Linked DNA regions of Canis lupus: region 1 is linked to region 2. A link is a contact called in public Hi-C data. All regions are on one chromosome and are shown on one strand. Each heading gives the region's core, a stretch centred on a gene start, on an enhancer-like site or on the middle of the called end of the contact. The rest is flanking DNA. Distances are from core to core; before and after follow the strand shown.

What was found. A called contact is a pair of places that touch in the nucleus more often than the background predicts.
Region 1: a Hi-C map of skin fibroblasts shows a contact between it and region 2, with 2.7 times the contacts expected there. The contact joins the promoter of ERG28 here to the enhancer-like site in region 2. A contact is called at or near these places in 2 of 9 Hi-C or Micro-C datasets (amygdala and skin fibroblasts).

The regions. Positions count from the first base shown.
Region 1 is chr8:48,962,410-48,968,981 of UU_Cfam_GSD_1.0, forward strand. It overlaps ERG28 (ergosterol biosynthetic protein 28 homolog), which reads right to left and starts at 3,687. Exons shown (of 5, transcript XM_038545339.1): 1 at 3,532-3,687; 2 at 855-1,018. The coding sequence starts at 987. TTLL5 (tubulin polyglutamylase TTLL5) reads left to right here and starts at 4,063. Exons shown (of 34, transcript XR_005363557.1): 1 at 4,063-4,205; 2 at 5,710-5,878.
Region 2 is chr8:48,664,151-48,671,002 of UU_Cfam_GSD_1.0, forward strand. The region is part of intron 1 of LOC111097109 (a long non-coding RNA gene); the gene reads left to right. Among named protein-coding and RNA genes, the nearest start is that of FOS, 19 kb to the left of the region's middle. Within about 2 kb of position 2,186, at least 4 of the 20 cell types and tissues checked have an H3K27ac peak or open chromatin away from gene starts, as enhancers often do.

The DNA.
Region 1 (6,572 bases), core at 2,437-4,936, 300 kb after region 2:
AGGGAAGTGGAACTTTTCCAGATACTTTACTCCTATTGAGCTTTGCTCAAAATGAGCCTTAGCCTACTTAAGATTCATTTTGTATGGAGATGTTACAGAAAAATGAGCTAGGTCAGAGCCCGAATCTGGGTTAGCTATAAATGTGACACAGAATTGTCAGCTGCGTGAAATGGTGCTGCAGCTCAAACACCACTACCCCACACATCAGTGCAAGGAAGCACAAGCTGAAATGTGAAAATACTCTCAGCTGGGAGGCTCAGGAAACTGGGTAAGGCCAGCAGAGGCCTTCTCAGTTTCACTTTGGGAGACCAGTTCAGAGGAATTTTGGACATCTTCTCAGGGACTCTTCAGTGTTTGGGAAGAGCTTGGATTGGTAACTCCCTATCTGCAGCATGGAATAAACCATGGCACAGCCTTGCTTCTGAAGAGGGCTGAGATCATATGAAAAGCTTTTTTGTCGCTTTCTAGTGGGGCATCCCAGAGTCACCAAATAACTCTATCTTCTCACTTATCCTTGTAATACATTTGTATTGTCTGTGAAATGTAAAGGACAGTATAACATGGATGAAAATGTATTCAGACAAGCTTGGGGGAAAAAGGGCCAAGTGCTATCCAGAAAGTCTATTATTCCAGTGGCTTTCCGAGTTAGCCAGCAGCAGAATCACCTGGGAGGTTACGAAAAAATAGACTTGGGGCCCCACTTGGTGTAGAAATTTCAGGAAATAAGTTTGGAGGAGAAAATAGGTACCTGTGATGTTTGCTTTTAAATTTCTTAGGTAGTTCTCAAGGATAGCCTGGTCTGGGAACCACAATTAGGCCACTCCCATACAGGATGCAGTTCTCTGACTTCTTACCAAGATCCGGCTTGCCAGTGTAGAGCTTTTCATAGAGAAAGGTGTGGTCTCGGAAGCTCTGCAGCGTGTTCCCTATGGCTATGATGGACACCATAACCAGCCAGCTTCGTAACACATTCAAGAAACGGCTCATGACTTCCCTCCAACCCGAGAAAGCTTTTTGCCTTGGGAACAAAGGCAAAAAACAGGAGACAGCAGTTAGTCTACTTCAAGCATAAGCTATCTGATTTGGGTAGTTAACTTGCGTCCCACTCATAAGTTATCTGGGCAATCATTTTGCGAATTCCTTTCCAAGTCTCTAAGGCCCATCCACCCTCAGTTATCTTAACATACTATTCTTACTTCACAGGGTTAGTTCACTGCCTTTGGATATTTGCCCTATATCGAAGGGTGCTAACCTGTACCTAGAGTAAAAAAGGCTAAATAACGCAATGGCTGGAAATGGTAAAGCCAGACAAAAATAATGGAGAAAAAAGGAAACAAACGAAAAGGAGGTGTACAAATATTACTATAAAGTAATAAAATGGATTTGTGTGACACTAAGAGAAACTGGTCTTGATATTTACTCATACTAGTAGCAGTGAATCAACAGTATACTTTGCAGTAGGTGGCACAGTACTTATTTTTGTCTAAGCAACTTCTCCACAATGGTAGCCTAAATCAGAACTGTTTTCTCTTGGCTGGAATCAGTCCTTTAATATCTAAACCCCTAGCCTAGTTTTTTTATGTCATTCTTATAATGCAAGTGGCGCAAGGTAATGATAAATCTACTAACATATCCGTCTAGCTATTGATGACAGACCCTTCTAAGCACAGGAAAGCCTTATACATTTGAGTGGGATCTATGGAGTGATGGCAATATTTACAGTCTCAGGTGTTCTCTACTCTGGTTCTCAGGTCACTCATGCTCCATAAGCTAGAACAAAATAAAAGTTAAACTTTTGTGACTTGAAAACAAGCATGAAAATTGAATGGAGAAGGAAACAGTAATGTTGGTGTTGGGTTGCAAGAGAGATTATGACAGGGTAGCCCCAGTGGCCCAGCGGTTTGGCGCCACCTTCAGCCTGGGGCGTGATCCTGGAGACCCGGGATCGAGTGCCACGTCAGGCTCCCTGCATGGAGCCTGCTTCTCCCTCTGCCTGTGTCTCTGCCTCTCTCTTTCTATGTCTCTCATTAATAAATGAATAAAATCTTAAAAAAAAAGAGAGAGAGAGATTATGACAGCTAACAGTTATCATGCACTTGTATATGCCATGTATATATTATCTCATTTAATCCCTAAACAAGGTGGGTAGGCACTATTACTATTTCCATTTGACAGATGAGAGTTGGCACGGAGAAATTAAGTGATTTGCTTGAAGTTACACAGCTTATGCGTGGCAAAGCTGAGATTCAAATTATGCTTTGTTGGATTCTATATTGCAATACTGCCTCACTGTTTGAGAATATTTTGATGAAGTTTCTATTCTCAAAGACTAAGTATACTATATACGCTTGTGCCTTGAAGTTGTATACAAAATCCAATTACGTTCTGTATTTTTTGTTTAAAAAAAAAAGCTTCCACGAATCCTTGAGGAGCAACGATTTCAATCAACTTGATTTAAATAAAACTCGTGGATAAAGAATTTAAGAACAGAACTACTACTTCTCATTTTCATTGTAGTTTTTTTTTTTTTTTTTGGTTGTTTTTTGCTTTCCCCACAGTTCATCTGTTGTAAGGTTAACTTCTTGGGCCTGAAGTGGTGATAAGTCATCAGGCTTCCTTTGTCACTCTGGCACAAGTTTCAGTATGATCAGCTGAAATCGATATTAAAGTCAGCCATGGCATAAGACAGTGTGAAGCACTAAAAAGAAAACAAAATAGAGAAACAAAAAAAGGAGCTCTAGAGGAGGAAGCAGGAATCCCTCAGGGAGGGGTAGATGACAACAATGGATCTTGTTGAAGTCCAGAGAGAACACAGCTTTATTGGAGATCAGAAGTGGTCATGGCATGGGCCAAGACACCCCCCCCCCACACACACACATCCTTATTTTCTCACCATTTCTCAATAGGAGACTCAGGCTTTCTCCTCCCAGGGTCAGAAACGCCTTATGGAGAGCCCCCTTCTCTGAGAGAACTTATGCCCATTTTACGGAAGCACTTAGAAATCCTAACAGATGGCTGATGAGGGCAGAGCCTGAGCACTCTTCCGATCTGCTCTACCAGAATCCTCACCCCCATTTGCCCCAAAGCTTTAGAGCCTCCGAGAGTACCCAACATCTGTTCTCCAATTTTGTCCTGGCCCGGCCCAGGAAAGGTGTGGTGTTAAAACTAGTCAGGAGGGAGGTTCCTACCCTTCCAACAATCATTTTGCAGCTGTGAGACCCTGCGTGAGAAATCTGCAAAATGGAGTTAAAAAACAAAAACAAAGACAAAAAACAAAAACCCATCTCAAGGGTTATTCCGTGAGAAGGTGAAGGTTCCTTGCCCTGGGCTCAGAGTAGCCGCTCATTCATCCATCCGCTCATTGGTTCCTCCAGCCTACCAAGCCCTTCTTCATCTTCACAGTCCCAGCTCCCCCGTCTCAAGGTCTCTCCAACCCTTGGTCTCGCCTCCATTTTTCCAGGCTCCCTGGATCCTTTCCGTCAGATGCCACACAAACACGTCCCCCCCTCTTCTCCTCCACATGGTCCGTACCTGGTGACCGGATCCCCAGCACAGCAGCGGGCAGCACCAGCGGGAGCCCCGGCGGCAGCAGCCAAGCTCCAAAAGCGGTCCAACGAGCGAGGAGCCCACCTGAGCCATTTGTCCTCGCCCCCGCCCACAGCCCGGCTCCAGGATTGGGTCGTTTCCGTCAGTCCTCGCTCTGATTGGCGGCTCCGGTTGTGCTCGAGCAGGAGATGGGGCGTGAACCCTCTTACTGCCAATCAGTGGTCGCCGATGCCCAAGCTTCACCCTGGGTACCGCCACTCGCGCCGCGGGGCCGTCCGGTTGAGCGTGGCCGAAGAACCCCGGCGCTGGAGGCTGGTGGAGGGAGAAAGAGCGGAAAAAAGAAAAAAAAAAAAAAGGAGTCGAGACTTTGGCTGAGAGCAAAGCTCTGCGCCCGCGCGGCGCGGCGGTGACGACATTCCTTCGCGCCCAAAGCCGAGTGACGACATTCCTTCGCGCCCAAAGCCGAGCGTTTTTAAGCGCGGGGTGGCGGGCGCCTGCGCAGTGGCTCCGAGCGGGCGGTTGCTGGTTGGTTGTTGTAGTAACGGGGGAAGCAGCGGTCGGCGGCGGCCGGGAGCCCGGCTGGGGAAGGAGGAGGGAGGTAGGCGCAGAGCGCGGTCCCCGCCGGCCGGCCGGCCCCGAGCCATGGGAAGATGAGCCAGGTAAACGCCTGCGCTGGCGCGCTCCGCTCCGCGAGGGAGGGGAGCTCCCGAGTCTGGGCGGGCGCCGGCCGCTGCACTTCCCTGTCGGGGTCCGGGAGCAGCTGTTGGTTTCCGGGCGCGCCGGGCTGAATCGCCGCGGCGGAGTCCCCCCTGCCCTCCCGCGGGGAGCATCTGAGGACCTGCCGGGGGTGGGACCGCGGGGCTGATCCCTTTAGGGCGGGGACGCTCCTCGGGCGAGTGTCCTTAATCTTCTTCGGATCGCCGTCTTCTCCGCTCGGCTGGCAGCCTGCAACGGGTTTGGCATCCCTTCCTCCCTGGGAGGTTTCGTGTGCTTTAATTTAAAGGACTTCCCTGGGTGGCGCAGCGGTTTGGTGCCTGCCTTTGGCTCAGGGCGCGATCCTGGAGACCCGGGATCGAATCCCACATCGGGCTCCCGGTGCATGGAGCCTGCTTCTCCCTCTGCCTGTGTCTCTGCCTCTCTCTCTCTCTCTCTCTCTGTGTGTGTGACTATCATAAATAAATTAAAAAAAAAAATAAAGGACTTCCCAACACTTTGGGAAAGATCGAGAAATCCCGTTGGGAATCCTCGGAAGGACATCTTCTTTGAAGTTGTTAGATATTGCCCGTTCCGCTGAGGATCTGTAGGGATCGTTACCGGGATTGCCAGGTTTTTTTTTTTTTTTTTTTTTTTTTGGTCTTGTAGACGATCTTTATCATATTTTGAATGTATAGAAAAATGAGATCTGCAAAGATAGACATCACATGGTTATGTCGGAGTAACAGGGTTATGGGCATCGAAACGTTTTCGTTTTCTTTACCTGTAATTTCAATCCCATCCTTAAACACAACGAACATGTATTTTTTACGGATGCAAAAAAAATATTTTAACTTGGAAATATCCTAATTTCAAGGTCTATTTGGGAGTCAAATCATAGTTTGTGATTTTCAGTAGCGGAGAATGATTTTTGAGAGTGTTTGGAAGGACAGTTTTGTTTTGTTTTCAGCTATTTATGACCTTGATTCAGGAGAATATACTAATCTTATAGTTTAGTAGTTAAATTTGTTTTAGTGAAGTATGAGGGCATTTCACCTGTATGCCTGTCCTAGAGTCTAAAGAAATATTTTCAAGCATTGTATATCTTGAGTTTTTATTCTTAAAATAAAAAAAAGCAAGTTTTTCCAGCATGGGGTCTGTCTGTTTTTGGGCAGTCACCCACCTACCTCAGACTTTCCTAAAAAGCTAATTTTTGTTAGTTTTAGTATATATGAGAAAATTGAAAAGCTCAAACTGAATAACAGCTCTTTAAATACATGAAGGACAGACGGTATGTTTGAAAAAAGCCTTGATTTTTGTGGCATATGAGAGGCACTGTGATAGAAGGTAAGCTTCTAGATGTTGCACACCATTTAGGTAAATACTCTTATTTGTTGCATGGAAGATCAATAGCAATAATCACCAAGTAGAAAATGGCATTATGTTTCACATCATTTGGCTTTCTTGCAGGAATCCGTGCCACCTAAATTGTTTGACCCAGTGAATCTTCAAGGAAAGGTCCCTGAGGCCCCCGTCTGCTGACTGCATGACAAACCCTAAAGGAAATGCCAGTCGTGATGGCCCGGGACCTGGAGGAAACAGCATCATCCTCAGAGGATGAGGAGGTGGTAAGCCAAGAGTAAGTAAGAGCAAGACTGCCTTGACCCTTTGCCTTTAGGGTGGAAAATAACTCTCTTTTACTTAAACCTTCTTTTACCTCATTCTTCCTTGGTATAGTCTGACTCTGGTTTTATTTTCTAGCCACAAACTGAACCAAGATATTATGAGTTGATCACCATTGGCTATCTGAAATGAGATAAGGTTCTGTTTCTGGGTTCATGAGTGAATCTTGGCTCTAGATATTGCTATTTGTGAACTCTTGACTGGAGCTCCTAACATAGGAGATTTTTAAATTTGTAGATATTAAAGCAAAGGAGGTCTCCAACATCTATGAGATAAGTTATTTTCTCAAACGCCTTACAATGATAGAAAATAGTATGTACCAGAATAACTGTGGGACAGTACGTTAGAATTCTATGACCTGTGCTGTGCCATTGGACCACATTGCTTTCCTGAGATCTTCTAGTTTTTTGATTGCTGGATTCTCATAATAATAAAAATGAATGATGGTAATAAGTGCAGCTTATCATTTAGCATAGATGACAGTAAGGGCTTTAACTGATGTGTCTCATTTAATCGGAGGATGTTATTATTCCCACTTTAGTAAGCTCAGCTTCACACAGATCAAAGAACTTTTTCAGGGGTTCAGAGAGTGTGAGTGATGGATTGAAATTCAGACCTGGTTTTCCTGGATTTTGAGGCACCTGCTATTT
Region 2 (6,852 bases), core at 936-3,435:
CACACACACACACAGAGGCAGAGACACAGGCAGAGGGAGAAGCAGCCTTCCTGCAGCGAGCCTGATGTGGGACTCGATCCCAGGACAGCTGGGATCATAACTGAGCCAAAGGCAGACATTCAACCACTGAGCCACCCAGGTGCCCCAATCCCAGCCGTTTCGCTTTCTAGTGTATTTCTGAGGATCTGGTCAATTGGGATGCAGAAGAGACTTCTGTTGTTTCTCTTGCCTGGACTGTATTTTTCCTTCCTACTATCCAAACCCTGTCCCCTTTTCAGCCCCTATGTCAAGTTCTACCTCTTTCATAACAGCTTTTCTGACTCTCCCGTTCTGTATATCTTCTAAATACAGCTGTACACAGACCCACACACAGAAGGCACCCTTATCTATCATTAGCGTTGTTTCCCTGTGGGTGGGAGCCACGTTTTCTGTGGCTTCATGTTCATAGACTCCGTAGTGCCCAGCACAGGGCTGGGGACAGAAAGTGCTCTCAACAAGCTCTTGCTGATTAACTGATATATTAACCGATTAATCTATGCAAAAGCAAACTCTAAGCCTTCGCTTCGACAAACCTTCCAGAACTTAGTTCTTTGGGGGAATCTAGGTAGTGACCTAATTAAATATAGCCTTGCACAATAAGTGGTTCCACCAAACAATTTCACAAGAGAACACCACCGCCACCCAGAGAGGGATGAGGAAGTTTGGAGTGGACTCTCAGACACAGAGGAGGGTGACACTGTGGAAAGGTCAAGGGATGAAGGATTAGGAGGGAGGTCCCTACTCCTGGGTTCAGACAGGCAGCAGAAGCTCTGGATCCAGGTTTATATCCAGATTGCGCCACCTGCTGTGTAGCCTCAGACAAGTTTACTCCCCTCTCTGTGTGTCACTTTCTCATCTGTAAAAATAAGTACCTAGCTTCTTAGCAATATGATGAGGATAAATTGAGTTGATATTTGCAAAGTGCCTGGCACATAAGTGCTAAGTGCTATGTAACAGTTTGTAAATTAATTTTCCAGCTCAGGTGCCTTGTAAATGGGATGGGGAACATGATAGGATCTCTCGATTCCTTTCTGTCCCAGCCTTCCAGGACAGTGCATGCACTTTAGGGTCAGGCAGGCCTGAGTTGACTCTTGTCCCTGTCAGCAGTTGCGTGACTTTGGGCAAATCACTTTACTTCTTGGAGCCCCGGTTTTCTCATCTGTGAAATGAGGATAGTTGTATCTAGATTAAAATGCTGTCCAATTGCACGCTGGTAAAATACCCGTCATATAAGGAGCTTAAGAAACAGAAGCGATGGTTATTATTGATGAGAAGAGCCATATATAAAGGAGAACAGGGTCTCCAAAATCTTTGAAGTTTCAAGAATGAGTGAGCATATCGAATGGCGATGAGATCATCTCAACCGTGGAGCTCAGGGTGGAGGGGAGGCCCTGGGTCTGGGCCATGACTGGATATCACAGGCTCTGAAGAATGGTTTTACTTGCACACAAGCTCTAGGAACATTTTCTGCCCAAGGGTGCACTGAGGGTGTGGACGCAGTGGGGCTAGATGCCAGCTCTAGGCCTTTCTACCTCCTTCCCAGGAGAAGTGACTTTAGTAAGAGAGGGTGTGGGCAGGGTGGGCCTTGGAAACCTGTTGTTGTGGAGTGTGTGTGTGTGTGTGTGTGTGTGTGTGAATGGCCCAGGGACATCCTGCCCTGTGACCCGGACTTCCAGGACTGGTGTGGCCTCCTTCACAGCAGAACCTGTTGGCACAGCTCCTGGAAGCTGCCATTCCCAAACCTGTCTGAGGACACCTGGGACAGGTGCCGGCTCTTCTCCAAGGGGTGGGGGAGTGGGGGGGAAGAGGGGTGATGATAGTCTTAAAGCCAAATTAACCTTACTTCCCTTCAGCTGCATGTGTGGAAAAGTACTAAGTGGGAGATGCAAATGTTGCTTGTAGTCCTTTGAGTTCTTTTCAAAGAGGGGGAAGGAGGGTTGCAAAATCCAACAATGATAGGGTGTTGCAATCCCAAACACGCTGGGAATCACTCTTGTGGTCCTCACACTTGATGGCTCTTGCCCTGTGACCCACAAGAAGCTGTGTGCTCCCCAGTGGCAGGGTCTATACTAAGGGAGTCACTATTCCGGGATCTCAGACACAATCTGGGACCTGGACAATCTGCCTTACGGGCTGTTTGGGGATCACACAGGAATCTGTAAGTCCCCTTCCAGCCTCATATGGCTCGTGATGGCAACAGGGTGGGCCCCAGTGACTAGCATCTCGAGCAGAATTCAAAGAAATTGTAAAAAAACAGGACCTATGCAGAGTCACAAAGGTGCTAGTATTGGTTGTCTGCGGGGAAGAGGGAATATGTTTTTGTTCTTTTTGCCTGTTTGTACTTTCTGATTTTTTATTTTTGGCAAGCGCCCATTGCTTTTGTAAGAAGAAAAGATTTTTTTTTTAAATGTTCCCAGCAGAGTGGTTTGTTTGTTTTTTTTTTTTTTTAAAGATAATAAATGAGAAGGTTCAAATACCTTCTGATTTTTTCTTTTTCCTTTTCCTCTCTCTCCAAAAGAAAAAATGCTCATGGTGAAAGCTTTGAAAAATCAGACAATCAAAATAAAAAATAAAAAATCACTTGTAGTCTCATCACAGAGATAATGACTGTCATTACTTTTTATTCTACCTTTCCTGTACACTTTAGTTTTATACTCTCTAGTTTCTATGCTGTGGTTTTTATGGAAATAGGGTCACGCTGTAATAATGTTTTGTAATCTGCTTTTTCTATACTGTAGATCATGAACATATTTTTCTTTTTCTTTCTTTCTTTTTTTTTAATTTATTTATGACAGTCACAGAGAGAGAGAGAGAGAGAGGCAGAGATACAGGCAGAGGGAGAAGCAGGCTCCATGCACCGGGAGCCCGACGTGGGACTCGATCCCGGGTCTCCAGGATCGCGCCCCGGGCCAAAGGCAGGCGCCAAACCGCTGCTCCACCCAGGGATCCCTTTTTTTTTTTTTTTAAAGATAATTCATGAGAGACACACGGAAAGAGGCGGAGACACAGGCAGAAGGAGAAGCAGACTCCATGCAGGGAGCCCAATACGGGACTCCATCCTGGGACCCCAGGATCACGCCCTGGGCCGAAGGCAGACCCCCAACCGCTGAGCCACTCAGGTGTCCCATGAACATACTTTTCTACGTGATCAAATTTAATAGCTAGTTACATAGGAGTCTAGTTATAAGTGTCCCGCAATTTAACCAATTCTGCATTGTTGAAATATAACCTTCAGGTGGTTCCATACTTTTTTGCTATTGTAGACAAGGCTGCAAATATCTTCACGGCTAATTTTTTTGTGTGTGTACTTTTGGGGCGGGCCAAGGGTGCCCTCCTTCTTAAGGCTTTTGAATTGCAGCTGCTTGGTCAGTACAGACAGGGTCACATAGTAGAGTGCCCAGTGACAAATGGGAAGGTAGTATTGGCTCAACCAATTTACAGCTGTGTAACTGTAAAAATTATTTACCTTTTTGACACTTCAATTTCCTCAACTATAAAACTGAAATGATAGTAGTTATGTAGTTAAGACAGTTGTCAGGACCGGCTGGAAAAAATGTGTGAAGTGGTGGCTGGCACAGCACTTGAGGATCCCTCCATACGTGGAGCCCTCAGTAAACTTGTGGTTTTTGATGTATGGATTGTCGTTTCTTCTGGGGAAGAAGTTGTCCCGAAATCGAGGTCTGGTTGCCTGGAATGGTTGGAGGGGGGATCTCAGGCAGGTTTAAATGGTAAATGGTGAACATGTTAGAGAGGGGAAGGTAGAGGTCGATGAGTAGCAGAGGAGTGGCTGGTGGAGAGGAGGGTGAGGAAGGGTTAGAAGAGGAGAGAGTGGGCTGTCAGGGAGAATGGGACTCTGTGGGCAGGGCTGAGATGTCCACATGGATGTTGGTAGCAGGGCTGTGCACCAGTCACTCTGGGGGGAAGGAGAAGGAGGGGGGGATGCAGAGCCTCTACCCTCCACTCCAGTCGCCTCCCAGGCTGCTTTCTGCCTCTCTTGGAGCCCCACATTGCTTCACTCCTTGCCAGTCTTCTTTCAGTTCCTTGAGTGCGATGCTCCCCTCTGTCGTGTGACCTTTGTACATTCTCTTCCCCTCTGCCAGGAGCTCCTCCTCTCTGCCTGGCTAACTTTTAGGCAGCATCAGAGTGCAAGCTTAAAAGCTCACTTCCTCAGAGAGGCCTTCCCTGACCGTTTGGTATAAACCAGCTCCCTTCCCTCTGGTGACTGTCTCCTGGCCCTCGGTACCCACAACAATGATAGCAACATCAAGGTTTGCAGTTATGTGTGTGATGATTCTCCCGTAGCATCCCCACCAGGCTGAAAGCTCCACGAGGGTCTTTTTTTTGCTCACTATCATATCCCTGATGCCCAGGACATAGTAGGGCCTCAATAAGTATTTATCAAAATGGAAGAAGCAACCCAATGCTTTGTGACCTGTAAAATGCTTTTACACCCATCCTGTGGCTTCAGTCCCCTCTTGATTGATGCTGGCTGATTGGCTGAAGGAACAGGAGATGTGGGGACTGGAAGGGATGCTTTTAGCCAGTTCCTCTCCCATCCTCCTTTCCCTGGAGGAAGTGGGCTTCTCTTTCTCAGACTAGAGACTTAAAATCAGTGCTTCTTGGGGATCCCTGGGTGGCTCAGTGATTGAGCATCTGCCTTCAGCCCAGGGCATGATCCTGAAGTCCTGGGATTGAATCCCACATCCGGCTCCCTGCGTGGAGCCTGCTTCTCTTTCTGCCTATGTCTCTGCCTCTCTCTCATGACTAAATAAAATCTTTTAAAAAAAAAATCAGTGTTTTTTAAAAAAATATTTTATTTATTTATTTATTTATTTATTCATTCATTCATTCATTCATTCATTCATTCATTCATGAGAGAGAAGCAGAGATATAGGCAGAGGGAGAAGCAGGCTCCCCATGGGATCCCATTGTGGGGCTTGATTCCAGGATCCCAGGATTACCCTGAGCCCAACGCAGATGCTCAACCCCTGAGCCACCCAGATGTCCTTTAAAATCAGTGCTTCTTTAAGTTATGTTGTATATCAATTACCTGGGGATCTTCCTCACATGTGAATTGTGATCATGGGGGTCTAGGATCCTCCCTAGGCTCGGGTCCAAGATTCTGCATCTCTAACAAGCAACCAGATCAGGCCCCAGTTGTTGAACAGCGAGGCTTTCTATTCCGGGGGCCTCTGTGATGCCCAGGCTGAATGTTGAGTCTCTCTGCCCTCTGTCGGCCACTGCCGGGCATGGCAGTCCTTGACCAAGTAGATCAAGGGCGCCTACTGGAATTTCTAAGTCACACCAAGTTCTTGGGGGACAAGATCTTCTGCTAAAAGCAGATGGCACACAGATTCTGAAAGCAATAGGAAATGTACTGTTAATGCACCCTGGGGGCGCCTGGGTGGTGCGACTGACTCTTGGTTTCAGCTCAGGTCCTGATCTCAGGGTCATGGGATCCAGTTGGACTCGGCACCCAGCCCAGAGTCTGCTGGAGATTGTCTCTCCCTCTACCTCTTCTCCTCCTCCTGCTCGTGCCTGCGCACTCTCTCTCTCTCTAAAATAACTCAATCTTAAAAAAAAAAATTGCTCTCTGTAAAGGATCCTGCCATACTGAGGCAAAAGGAATTCCCTGAACTGAAGGATGTTAGGGCTAGGAGGGACCCTAACACTTAGCTAGTGACTGACTTTCTTCTCTCATTACTGTTTGCTCCCCCACTCCCTTTCTCCTTTTTTTTTTTTTTAAATTAGCAGAGGCCTTTCTTTTTCTTTTTCTTTTTCTTTTTTTATTTTTTTAGCAGAGGCCTTTCTTCATATGGGCTGCATAAAGACTTCATGGGCCCTAGGTGCTTTTGGTCTCTGTGGGCTCCTTCCTCTATAAAAATTAATTGAAAATTGTATTTTATGATTGTATTGGTATAAAGATAAATATGTTAACATATATAATATATTATAATTTTTCAGTGTGTTAATCTTTTTCTTCTGATTTTCAAAAGAAATTAGAACATTTCCTTGGATTTGTGAAAATATCATGGGCCTTCAACATCAGGCCTTTTGTATCAGCCCTTTTCTCCCCGCAGTGCCCAGGTTATATCTCTCTACCATGCCCAAGGCTGTAGGAGATGCCTCGAGGGCCAGATTGCTTTTAAAGCAGGTGACAAGGAATGCCTGGATGGCTCAGTGGTTGATCATCTGCCTTCAGCTCAGGTCATGATCCCGGGGTCCTGGAATCGAGTCCCACATCGGGCTTCCTGCATGGAGCCTGCTTCTCCTTCTGCATATGTCTCTGCCTCTCTCTCTGTATCTCTCATGAATAAATAAATAAAATATTTAAAAAAGAAATAAAGCAGGTGACCAGATAGGACATGTTAAAGGACTTATACAAAATATGAAGTGTTTACTATATACCAAGTGCTTGAAACATACTCTTTAAGTTTCAGAAAAGCCTTGTGAGATAGGAGTTACTACCCATGTTGTGCCCCCAGGGGGAAGTCAGAGTTGAGAAGGTGATGTCACTTTCTTGACATCACAGCCTAGTAGGTGGCAGATCTGGGATTTGAACTCCAGGTTGGTCTGATCCATCCAAAGACCATGCCCTTAGACAGGATGTACATTAAAGTTCCTGCCTGGATATCTTACCACATGTATATTACAGTAGCAGGGATGCTGGAGGGTAAGATGTTCAGGGGGGGCCAGAGGCTCTTTGGAAAGAGGGAGAATTGAGACTGGCTTTGGAGCAATCACTGCAGTGCTGAAGTGGCAAGACAAGGCACTTGAGGCCACAGAGATAGACAGGTGGGGGCCCTTGGTTCG